Linked DNA regions of Triticum aestivum: region 1 is linked to region 2. A link is a contact called in public Hi-C data. All regions are on one chromosome and are shown on one strand. Each heading gives the region's core, a stretch centred on a gene start, on an enhancer-like site or on the middle of the called end of the contact. The rest is flanking DNA. Distances are from core to core; before and after follow the strand shown. Region 1 holds the start of LOC123104801 (cyclic nucleotide-gated ion channel 17). Region 2 holds the start of LOC123104800 (trihelix transcription factor ASIL2).

Region 1 (5,119 bases), core at 1,706-4,205, 160 kb after region 2:
ACTTGCCTGAGATTCGATCGTCGGTATCCCCATACCTCGTTCAATCTCGTTACCGGCAAGTCTCTTTACTCGTTACGTAACGCATGATCTCGTGGCTAACTCATTAGTCACATTGAGCTCATTATGATGATGCATTATCGAGTGGGCCCAGAGGTACCTCTCCGTCACACGGAGTGACAAATCCCAGTCTCGATTTGTGCCAACTCAACAGACACTTTCGGAGATACCCGTAGTGTGCCTTTATAGCCACCCAGTTACGCTGTGACGTTTGGTACACCCAAAGCATTCCTACGGTATCCGGGAGTTGCACAATCTCATGGTCTAAGGAAACATACTTGACATTAGAAAAGCTCTAGCAAAACGAACTACACGATCTTGTGCTATGCTTAGGATTGGGTCTTGTCCATCACATCATTCTCCTAATGATGTGATCCCGTTATCAATGACATCTAATGTCCATGGTCAGGAAACCATAACCATCTATTGATCAACGAGCTAGTCAACTAGAGGCTTACTAGGGACATGTTGTGGTCTATGTATTCACACATGTATTACGGTTTCCAGTTAATACAATTTAGCATGAACAATATACAATTATCATGAACAAGGAAATACAATAATAACCATTTTATTATTGCCTCTAGGGCATATTTCCAACACCCCCTCCCATAGGGAGTCCGAATTGGACTAGGGGAGGGGGCATGCCCCCCTTTCCTTCTCCTCTTCCATCTCCCTTTCCTCTTTCCCCCTCCATGAGAAGGAAAAGGGGGGGGGGCGAATCCTACTAGGAGTGGAGTCCTAGTAGGACCCCCCCCCTTGGCGCGCCCCTGGTGGCCGGCCTCCTCCTCTCCCTCCTTTATATACGTGGGTAGGGCACCCCTTGGAGACACACCAATTGTTCCAAGCTGTGTACGGCGTCTCTCTCCACAGTTTACTCCTCCGGTCATATTCACATAGTGCTTAGGCGAAGCCCTGCGCGGATCACATCACCATCACCGTCACCATGATGTCGTGTTGATGAAACTCTCGCTCGACCCTCTACTGGATCAAGAGTTCGAGGGACGTCATTGAGAGCTGAACATGTGCCGAACTCGGAGGTGTCGTACGTTCGGTACTAGATCGGTTAGATCACGAAGACGTTCGACTACATCAATCACATTATACTAACGCTTCCGCTTTCGGTCTATGAGGGTACGTGGACACACTCTCCCCCTCTCGTTTCTATGCATCAGTTAGATATATCTTGCATGATCGTAGGAATTTTTTTGAAATTGCATGCTACGTTCCCCAACAATGGGTACATGCAGCCATGTCTTACACAACATTGCCCCAACCTTCCTTAGCGTAAATGTGAGCTGCTTTTGCCGAACGTCGTACCCATCGAACCTTGTAGGCTCCTTTAGAGGACAACAACCCCTACCCCTTACTTCCTCAATCATAGGTCCATACACTAAAAGTCTCTCGCATTAGATTGAGTTTGGCTGCCACAACTTGGTAGTCGGTCTCCATCACTAGATTGTCTATGCTCAACTCTTCGGCTAGCTACACCACTCGGCAACACACCTTGACGTCTGCTAACTATGGCTTAGTTTTGGTGGAAAAAACGGTCATGCTCCCGCAATGAAGATGCCCTATGGTTCCTAAGGACAACACCATCACCTCCTCTGTCGCCGATTTAAGTGTTGCCTTGTCAGCATTGGCCTTGACCCACCCATCCTCAGGAGGAGTCCAAGGAGACCTTGTCGGGGGGCGGATGAAAAGCCTGAATATGCTTAGGAGCAGTTGTTCATTCCTCCAAGAAGAAGACCACCTTGTCGACCATGATATTAGGGTCACATATTCTGCAACCGTCTTTTACCTCATTTCACGTCGACGAAATCTGGTAGACCGCGTGAGAGAAATTTCTGAATCATACAAAACAAAAATCTCTTCAATATACAAAGTGTTTCGCGAGAAGCTTGTTGACGAATATTGGCATTGCTAGTTTTACTTGTGTTTTCGTGATTAAATGTGTGTTGTTTGGTCTTATGATTTAGTAATGATCCTCGCTTGGGACAAAAAGCTGCTCTTTGAACAATCGTAATTCACATGTGTCTATTGGTAGAGTTGTTTGAATAATAATGGAGAAAATTACGGTGTGTAGCCCCTCCTTCTATGCATGCTTTTCTCCCCCTCCCTTGCAAGGCGACTTAGGCAAAGCCTTCCCCCTCCCCCGTCGATCTCCACCGATGAGTCCATGGATCCAAACTCGGGCTAACTCAAAACCACGTGGATTTGCAGGATTTTGAACAGATCCCGGCAAGAGTGAGGATAACCGAACAAACACTAAGTAGTTGAATTCCCGAACTTAATTTTGCATGTGCAATTTGCCATTCAAACCCTATCTTTGTCTCTCACAAGACCATCCTCATAATTATTTTGACCTAGACTGAAGTTTATCAGAGTCCCCACGCATAGAGAGAGGACTATCACGACAAGCTAGCGGTGCATGATGATGACTGAGCCAGACGTTGGGCTTGAACCAAGATGCGCTGACAAAAGTAGACTTTGCAACCATATGGTACTATCCACCTGGGTAGACCCCTCGTCCAAGAATGAGCACTCCATCCAGTCGTGTGCGTAAGGCGGTTTAGGATCCTTGCCGGTCAAACATTCTTCCATCGCCATGAAGAACCGGACCAACACCGCTGCCGCGAAATCGATATGGATAGACCCGAATAGAACAATGTTTTGTGATTTATAATCATTTTCATTCGAGTCGTCGGAGTATCTCAATAACAATAAAAGGTCAGAGCTACATCATGGAGACCGTGTCAATGTCCAAATCGACATGCATTTGTGTCGGTCTGAAGGGGGAAGGATGGATTGACCTTGCAATGAAAATATCGGACCCCACCTGCCAGTGTGAGGGATTTTTTGGCCGTGTGGGCACCCCGAGCTTTCGGCAGACACTTCCACGAACGAACAGGCAGCCGTCGTCTGGTCCGCTCGGTCCAACCTTTCCTCTCCCGAAAAAAAAAAAAGAAACAACTGCAAAGGCAACAGCCTTTCTCCGCCGAATCACCGGACCCGCGCGCGCGAGCTCGTCGTGGCATGGTGGCGATCCGCGGCCGGCAGCAGCGCCAGCAGCTTCGCCGCGCTCTCCGTGCCCCGCTCCCCTGACCGGCCGCGCGAGATTCGGAGGAGCGGCGGCGGCGGACGCCATGTTTGGGTCCCGGGTCCAGGATGGGGTGGAGATGCAGCAGCGGCGGACGACCAACAGGTGCGTGCCCGCGTTCTCTCGGCTCTCGTGGGCGGCTGGATTTAGCGGCACGGGGCCTCCCCGGAACGCTGCCCGTGAAGAGGAGGGACGGCCCTCCTGGGACGATCGAGGATGCCGCGTTAGATTATTTTTGCTTGGACTAGGTGTTGACTTAGGGGGAGAGGAGGATTCTGGCCATGGTTTGAGTTGGAGTAAGTTGTAGTGAGTTGGAGTTGGCAGGATTTAGCTTCGGCGTCTGCTTCGTTGCTGCCTCGGGGGATCGAACCAGCCGAATTCGAGTTTTGGTTGCTTAGGCTTGACAAGGCGTACAGTACGTTGGGGAGTGGTGGTAGTTTTGGAGCTGGGAATAGGAACGTGAGAGCTCATTTTGCTTCCCTATGTTCTAGCATATGCATGTTTGTTTGCTACTAGTACTCATTTGTATGCATCCAGAAATTAAGGACCAAAAGTGAAATAGGCTATATTTTTGACTCAGCTTACTTCATTTATCTACCGGTTTCCGTGCATCGAGGAATTAAGGACCAAAATGAAACATTATGTCATTGCGATGCTACCTAGTTACCAGGAGATTGCAGATGAGAACAACTCCTATTGTCATCTGTTCCTGTGGGAGCTCTCAGTATCCACAGACCATGTCGACGTTGTGCAGTTTTTAGCACTTCTCTAAGTTGCTCTTCTACTCTGTCTTCAGGATCTTTCCCGATGAGAGGCAGGATCAATCCAAGATGCCGTTTCAAGCCGGACGGGTCGACAGATTCGCTGCCAACAGGATAGACCCAAAGACCCTCGAGAAGCTCAAATTGATGAATGAGGGCAACGTGCCATGGCACAGCCGCATCCTCGACCCCAGAAGCAGCGTGCTGCTGACATGGAACAGGGTGTACCTGGTGGCCTGTCTCTTCGCGCTCTTCATCGACCCTTTCTTCTACTACCTGCCATTTGTCAGAGTCATGGACCAAAGCACTGGTGTTTCGTGTGTTGCCGAGGACCAACGATTGAGAAATACTATGACCGTTCTGCGGACACTCGCTGACTTGTTTTATGTGCTCAACATTGCGATAAAGTTCCATACTGCATATGTAGACCCAAAGTCCAGAGTCCTAGGGAAGGGAGAGCTTATTGTGGATCTAAAGAAGATTCAAAGAAGATACGTCACATCAGATCTCTGTATAGACATACTTGCAGCCATACCACTTCCACAGGTAAATAACTCGAATCTTGTTGCGGCACTTGTCGCATTTTTCATGGCAACTACCTTAAGTATATTCCACTTTTCCAGCTTCAGTGTTAATATCCATATTCTTTCGTACTTAAATTGATTCGTTATCATCTTTGTGGCAAAGATTGGTATGGTTCGTTGGGTGAGCACTGAACAGCAAGCCTTTAGTTGAGCCTATTGGATTCTTTCCCTTTGATTCGCTTTCCAAACCAAGACATCTGGACAGTGCCTCTTGTTTTTACATTAACCACATGAATTTAACCAGAAAATCGAAACTTTTAAAAGGTGGACCCAACTAGGTTTCCTCTGCAAAGAGTCAAAAAATACCCAAAAGATTTATTTTCTGTTAACTGCCACTTATATCCCATAGGTCTTTTTTCCTTTTCGTACTTCATCTGTTAATCGCCACTTAGATAATTTGTAAATGTTAGGAGTTTATGAAATCTAGAATTGCCAACTTATTTCAGCCAAACTTTATGCAAAATAAATTTATCTGTATAACTGAATTGTTTGACGACTAATTATCCCAAATATTGAATATCTATTACTTGATTGTTAAATCTACAGTGATAATGTGAATCTTCTGTTTTTTTTGCAGGTTACTGTTTGGTTAATCATGCCTGGGATTAAACGCTCAG
Region 2 (5,260 bases), core at 1,556-4,055:
CAGGCACAATGAAATCCTCGGTGCTGAGGCTCGCCTCATCCTCGGAGAGTGGAAGATAATTACTGTCCTCTGAGTCCTCGTGCATGGCCATCTTCCCGTTCATCCCGTTCGGTAGCTGCGTCAACGGGGTCTTCGTTGTCTTCGGCACCTTTCAGAGTGTTATCTTCTCCTGTGTCGGTGTTGCTATCTTTACTGCGGCATGACTTAGAGCGGCGCCGCTGACGTAGGCATTTCGATTGTATCTTAGGAGGTTTATCCTCAACTGGGTCTTTTTTGTCATCGCCGCTATTCTCCTTTGGTGCATCCACCATGTACACATCGTACGAGGAAGTGGCCGTCTAGCATCCGGTGAACGGCAGGTCCTGGGCCTCTTCTTCTCCGGCATCGTCTTCCACACCGTCGATGTCATCGGAGCCGTAATCGAGCATGTCGGTTAAGTCTTCGACAGTGCCTATAAAGTGGGTGGCGGGTGGGGAGCGAAATTCCCTATCATCAACTTCTAGTTCGAACCGGATATAGTTCGGCTGTGAGTCCTCCGCCAAGGACATGTTCTTTAATGAGCTTAGCACGTCGCCCAAGGGTGAGTGCTGGAAGATGTCTGTGGCGCTGAACTCGAAGATCGATAAACGATCAAGTTCGGCATCCGTGGACTCACATGGTTCGGGACTTACACCCGGAGACGAGTCCGGGGTTCCGGTGACAAAAATATTGTGTGAGTTTAAGTCCATGTGCGGCTCCAATGCCGGGGAATCTGTGGCCTCCGTGGTGGGGTTGAACCTCCAGCCCTTAGATGGCGCCGCAGTGTGCTCTGGATCTAAGGCCAGAGTAGTGACCGGAGCTATCTTCTGGATGCGGTCTGACGACAAATTTAAGTCATGTTCGTCAAGGTGGCCAGGAGCGGTCACCGCGGCCTCGAATCTGGCGAAGATCAAATCTCCACGGATGTCCGCTATGTAATTCAAGCTCCCAAGCCTGACCTGATGGCCAGGGGCGTAGCTATCGATCTGCTCCAAGTGGCCAAACGAGTTAACCCAAAGTGCGAAGCCGCCGAACACGAAAATCTGTCCGAGGAGGAAGGTTTCTCCCTGGCCAGCGTCATTGTTGACGATTGAAGGGGCCATTGAACCTTTCGTCGACGGCACAGTGAAACTCTCAATGAAAGCACCAATGTCGGTGTCAAAACCGGCGAAACTCGGGTAGGGGGTCTCGAACTGTGCATCTAAGGTCGATGGTAAGAGGAGGCAGGGGACACGATGTTTACCCAGGTTCGGGCCCTCTCTATGGAGGTAATACCCTACTTCCTGCTTTATTGATCTTGATGGATATAAGTATTACAAGAGTTGATCTACCACGAGATCATAATGGCTAAACCCTAGAAGTCTAGCCTGTATGACTATGATAGTGAGTATCTCCCCTTTCCGGACTAAGTTCTCTGGTTTATATAAACACTAGGAGGATCTAGGGTTACATAAGGTCGGTTACAAAGGAAATGAATCTACATAGTCGGTCGCCAAGCTTATCTCCATGCCAAGGAGAGTCCCACGGGTGCAGTCTTCGGTCTTCACATCTTCACAACCAATCAGCCCGGCCCATGGCTAACAGGCCGGACGTCCGAGGACCCCTTAATCCAGGACTCCCTCATCCGACGGAACAAATCATGTAAACTTGTCCCACAAATGTTCTACGAGACGAGTTTACAAGATCTGTTCCACGCCGGAGGCTTTGCGGTACCGCAAATTTTTGTAGCTTTGTAAATTCAAGATTTTCAACATTACGAACTAAATAGAATCATAATATAAATTAAAAACATGAGTATAAATGGTTCTAAAGGCAATTAACAATACAACAATCGTCTTCATTACAACAAATGATCAAATTCGAAAAATTATTACAACAACAAATTGTTCTAATCACCCCAATACATATGAAAATTGTCCACGAGATGCAACAACACTAGGTTGTCGACATCGTCGTTCGGAATCATCTCTTATATGTTCGGATCAGCCGACGAAGACGGCGACGATGAACTCCAATCCATCTAACAAATGCACACGTGTGAATTTCTCCCTGTCAAAATTGAATTAAAATAGACGGCGGGCACTGAACATACCTTCCCCTGAGGCAAAGCCAGCCGCCCCTTTCTTCTCCCATGTTGGCCGAAGCAAAGCGGGCCACCCCTTTCTTCTTCCCGCTGGCCGAAGCAAAGATAGCCAAAACCCTTTCCTCCGGCGCGTGTGGCTATCCCTTGAGTGAATCCGAGGCTCACTGGCGTTGGAAAAAATCGGATCCGCCGGCTACAAGGCCTCCAAATGGGCTCCCCGCTGATACAAATGTGCTCCCCGGCCTCCCAATTTGGTGGAATGGATACGGCGCGGGACGGCGAAGCTAATGGACGATGCGGGGCAGCCGGGGGTACCAAGAACCGGCGGGGAGATGCGGCGGTGGCAGCGGCGGGGAGTGAGGCGGGAACGGAAGCTGGAGGAAATGGCTTTCGCGCAAGGGAAGGGGATCCGGCAAAAACATGTGTGGATCTCGTAGATATGACGGAAACGACTCGAGTATGCAGAATCCCACATCAAAAAGTCAGGATGGCCGATTATAAGGGGTCTATTCGGGCCGGAAAAATCGGCCATGTCCTGTGAACCGGCGTCTATTATTTGGGATGCCCCGGTTTACGGTATCTGATGCTCGCATGACATCCGGAGCTGATTGGGTGGTGTCCCTGGAGCTGAGTTGCCACTCTGCCGGTGCTGGCTCGGCTGGTCAACTGGTTGAACAGTGCTCCAGCAAGCAAGCCGCGGGACGGGAGCAGCGAGGGGAAAAGGGGGCTGGAAGAAGACGCACGCCAGTCCGCCACCAACCGCGGCGTGCGGGTGCGGGCGGAGTCCCACCGAGCAAGAAGAGGCAACCAACCACCACGGTTGGGGTTGGGGTCACCGTCCGCCCGCCCGCCGGACGCGCCAGCGACAGCGACGAATCCATCAATCCGCTTTGTTTTGCCGCCGGGCCGCGCCGATCCGGTCAGCGCGCGCGTCACGCCCCACTCCCCCGCCCCAGCCCCAGCCCCCGCTCCCGCTCCCCGCCCCGCCCCGCCCGCTCCCGTCGGCTAATGCGGTCCGACGCGGCGCGCGCCTCCACTCCCTCCCGCCCTCGCTGTCCGTGGCGGGCCTACCTCACGCGGGCGGCAGTTGGCAACCGTGGCCGCGCGGGCAGGCGGGCGGAGTCCTCCCTCCCCTCTCTCCCCCACTTTCCCCCTCCCCCACGGAGCGGAGCGGGATCCTTCCCCGCCCCACCTCCCGGCCCCGGCCGCCACCCTCCCTTTTCTTTCCGAGCTCCAACCAAATTCCCTCGCCCTGCCGCCGCTGCCGCCGCGGCCTAGGCCTTGACTCTTCTCCACGACGCCGCGCCCTCTCCCCCACTGTCTTTTGACCGCTCCAAGCTCTTTCTTGCTTCTCTTCCCCCCCTGATCGCGGCTAGCCATGGGGTTACGAGGGACACAGCGCCTGCTTTGAACGCAGCTGTTCGTCCGGCAAAGACACGGCACCCGCTGCCGCATCATAACCGCCGGCCTGCCCTTTCTGCTCCATCTGGGAAGTTAGCTCCTCCCGAAATTCCCTCTTTCGCTACCCCTGGGAAAAGGGGAGGAAAAGGCGCCATCTTTTCCGATCCCAGCTTCAGGGACACACCATCTTCCCCTGATCGCTCACGCGGTAGGCTTCCGGCTTCGAGAATCGAGTGGAATTAAAGCTCTGGTGAACCGGTTTTGAGCTTAAGGGGCAGATCCCCGCGCCGGAGGGGGATCTTCTCGCCGACAGAGTCAGACGGTCTCGGTCCAACTGCCCCCTGCCTCTGCATAAGCTCTGTTCCAGCTTTGTGGTTCCGTCCTTCCCTGCTCTGCTGCGGCCTCGATGGACAGCCTCCCCGACGGGGCGGCGCCGCCCGCGCCGACGCCGCAGCAGCAGCAGCCGAAGCGCGACGAGTGGAGCGAGAGCGGCATCTCGCGCCTGCTCGAGGCCTACGAGGCCAAGTGGCTGCTCCGCAACCGGGCCAAGCTCAAGTGGAGCGACTGGGTCGACATCGCCCACGACGTCTCCGCCCACTGCTCCTCCTCCGACCACGCGGCCTCCAAGCCCGGCGCCGCTGCCGGGGGCACCGCCAAGACCCCCAACCAGTGCAAGAACAAGGTCGAGTCCATGAAGAAGCGCTACCGGGCCGAGTCCGCCGCCGCAACGCGGGCCGGATCAGCTGGGGTGGCCAGCGCCTCCGGTGGCCCGTCCTGGCGCTTCTTCGGCCGCATGGACGGGCTGCTCAAGGGCCCGGCCGCCGGCTGCTCTGGCCAGCCGCAGGCGCAACCGGAGCCGAGCTACGATGGCATCGTCCAGCCGCGAGCCCCCCTGAAAGCAGAGCCAGAGGTCGACGCCGAAGCAGACACCGCCCTCCAGCAGCCGCCGGACACAGCAGGGCCGCCCGGGGCGCTCTCCGAGCTACTGAGCGCAGACGCCAACGGCTCCGCGACGGTGAAGGCCGAGAAGACCGTCGATCTGGCCACGCACAAGGAGAGCGGCAGGGCGGCTGACAGCGACGCCGCAAATGTGAGCTCTCCGCGGAGCAAGGAGGTGGAGGTGGGGGTGAACGACGACGGCGCCGAGGAGGTGGACACGCCGAGAAAGAGGAAGAGCCCGGAGCTGGACGTCGCGAGGAGCATCGAGCTGCTGGCGAGCTCGTTCGTGAAGATCGAGCGGGCCAGGCTGGAGGTGTACCGGGACACGGAGCGGATGAGGGCCGAGGCCGAGGTGAAGAAGGGCGAGATGGAGCTGAGGAGGACGGAGATCATGGCCAAGACGCAGCTGCAGATCGCCAGGCTCTTCGCCAAGCGGCTCAAGGAGTGCGTAGGCAGCAGGAATGGCGGCAGCTCGTCTCAAGCGGACACGCTTGCCAAGAAAGGCGAAAATGGTTAGTCCCAACTTACATCCAACTTACCAGTAAGATTGCAGCCGCACTGATTATATTCAGTGCTGCAAGAACATCCTAAGTAGTGTATGGTGTGAAGTATGGATATGCAGAAGTGCATTTCGGGCTTCATCTTACACTCTATCGCTGTCAGTCAATTGCCGCAATCATGCTATGGCTGGAGTTCCTTTTCTATCTGGTCCTGGAAAAACATCACTGATAGAATGGGAAATTGCAGCATGAGGTTATCCTTGCACTAATATGGTACTAGTAGCTACTAGGAACGGAGGATCTCCGAATTCACTTTAAT

Evidence for each region. A called contact is a pair of places that touch in the nucleus more often than the background predicts.
Region 1: a Hi-C map of leaf shows a contact between it and region 2, with 4 times the contacts expected there. The contact joins the promoter of LOC123104801 here to the promoter of LOC123104800 in region 2. A contact is called at or near these places in 2 of 5 Hi-C or Micro-C datasets (both in leaf).

What each region holds. Positions count from the first base shown.
Region 1 is chr5A:563,767,425-563,772,543 of IWGSC CS RefSeq v2.1, forward strand. It overlaps LOC123104801 (cyclic nucleotide-gated ion channel 17), which reads left to right and starts at 2,956. Exons shown (of 7, transcript XM_044526701.1): 1 at 2,956-3,262; 2 at 3,954-4,464; 3 at 5,080-5,119. The coding sequence starts at 3,204.
Region 2 is chr5A:563,610,026-563,615,285 of IWGSC CS RefSeq v2.1, forward strand. It overlaps LOC123104800 (trihelix transcription factor ASIL2), which reads left to right and starts at 2,806. Exons shown (of 2, transcript XM_044526699.1): 1 at 2,806-4,953. The coding sequence starts at 3,909.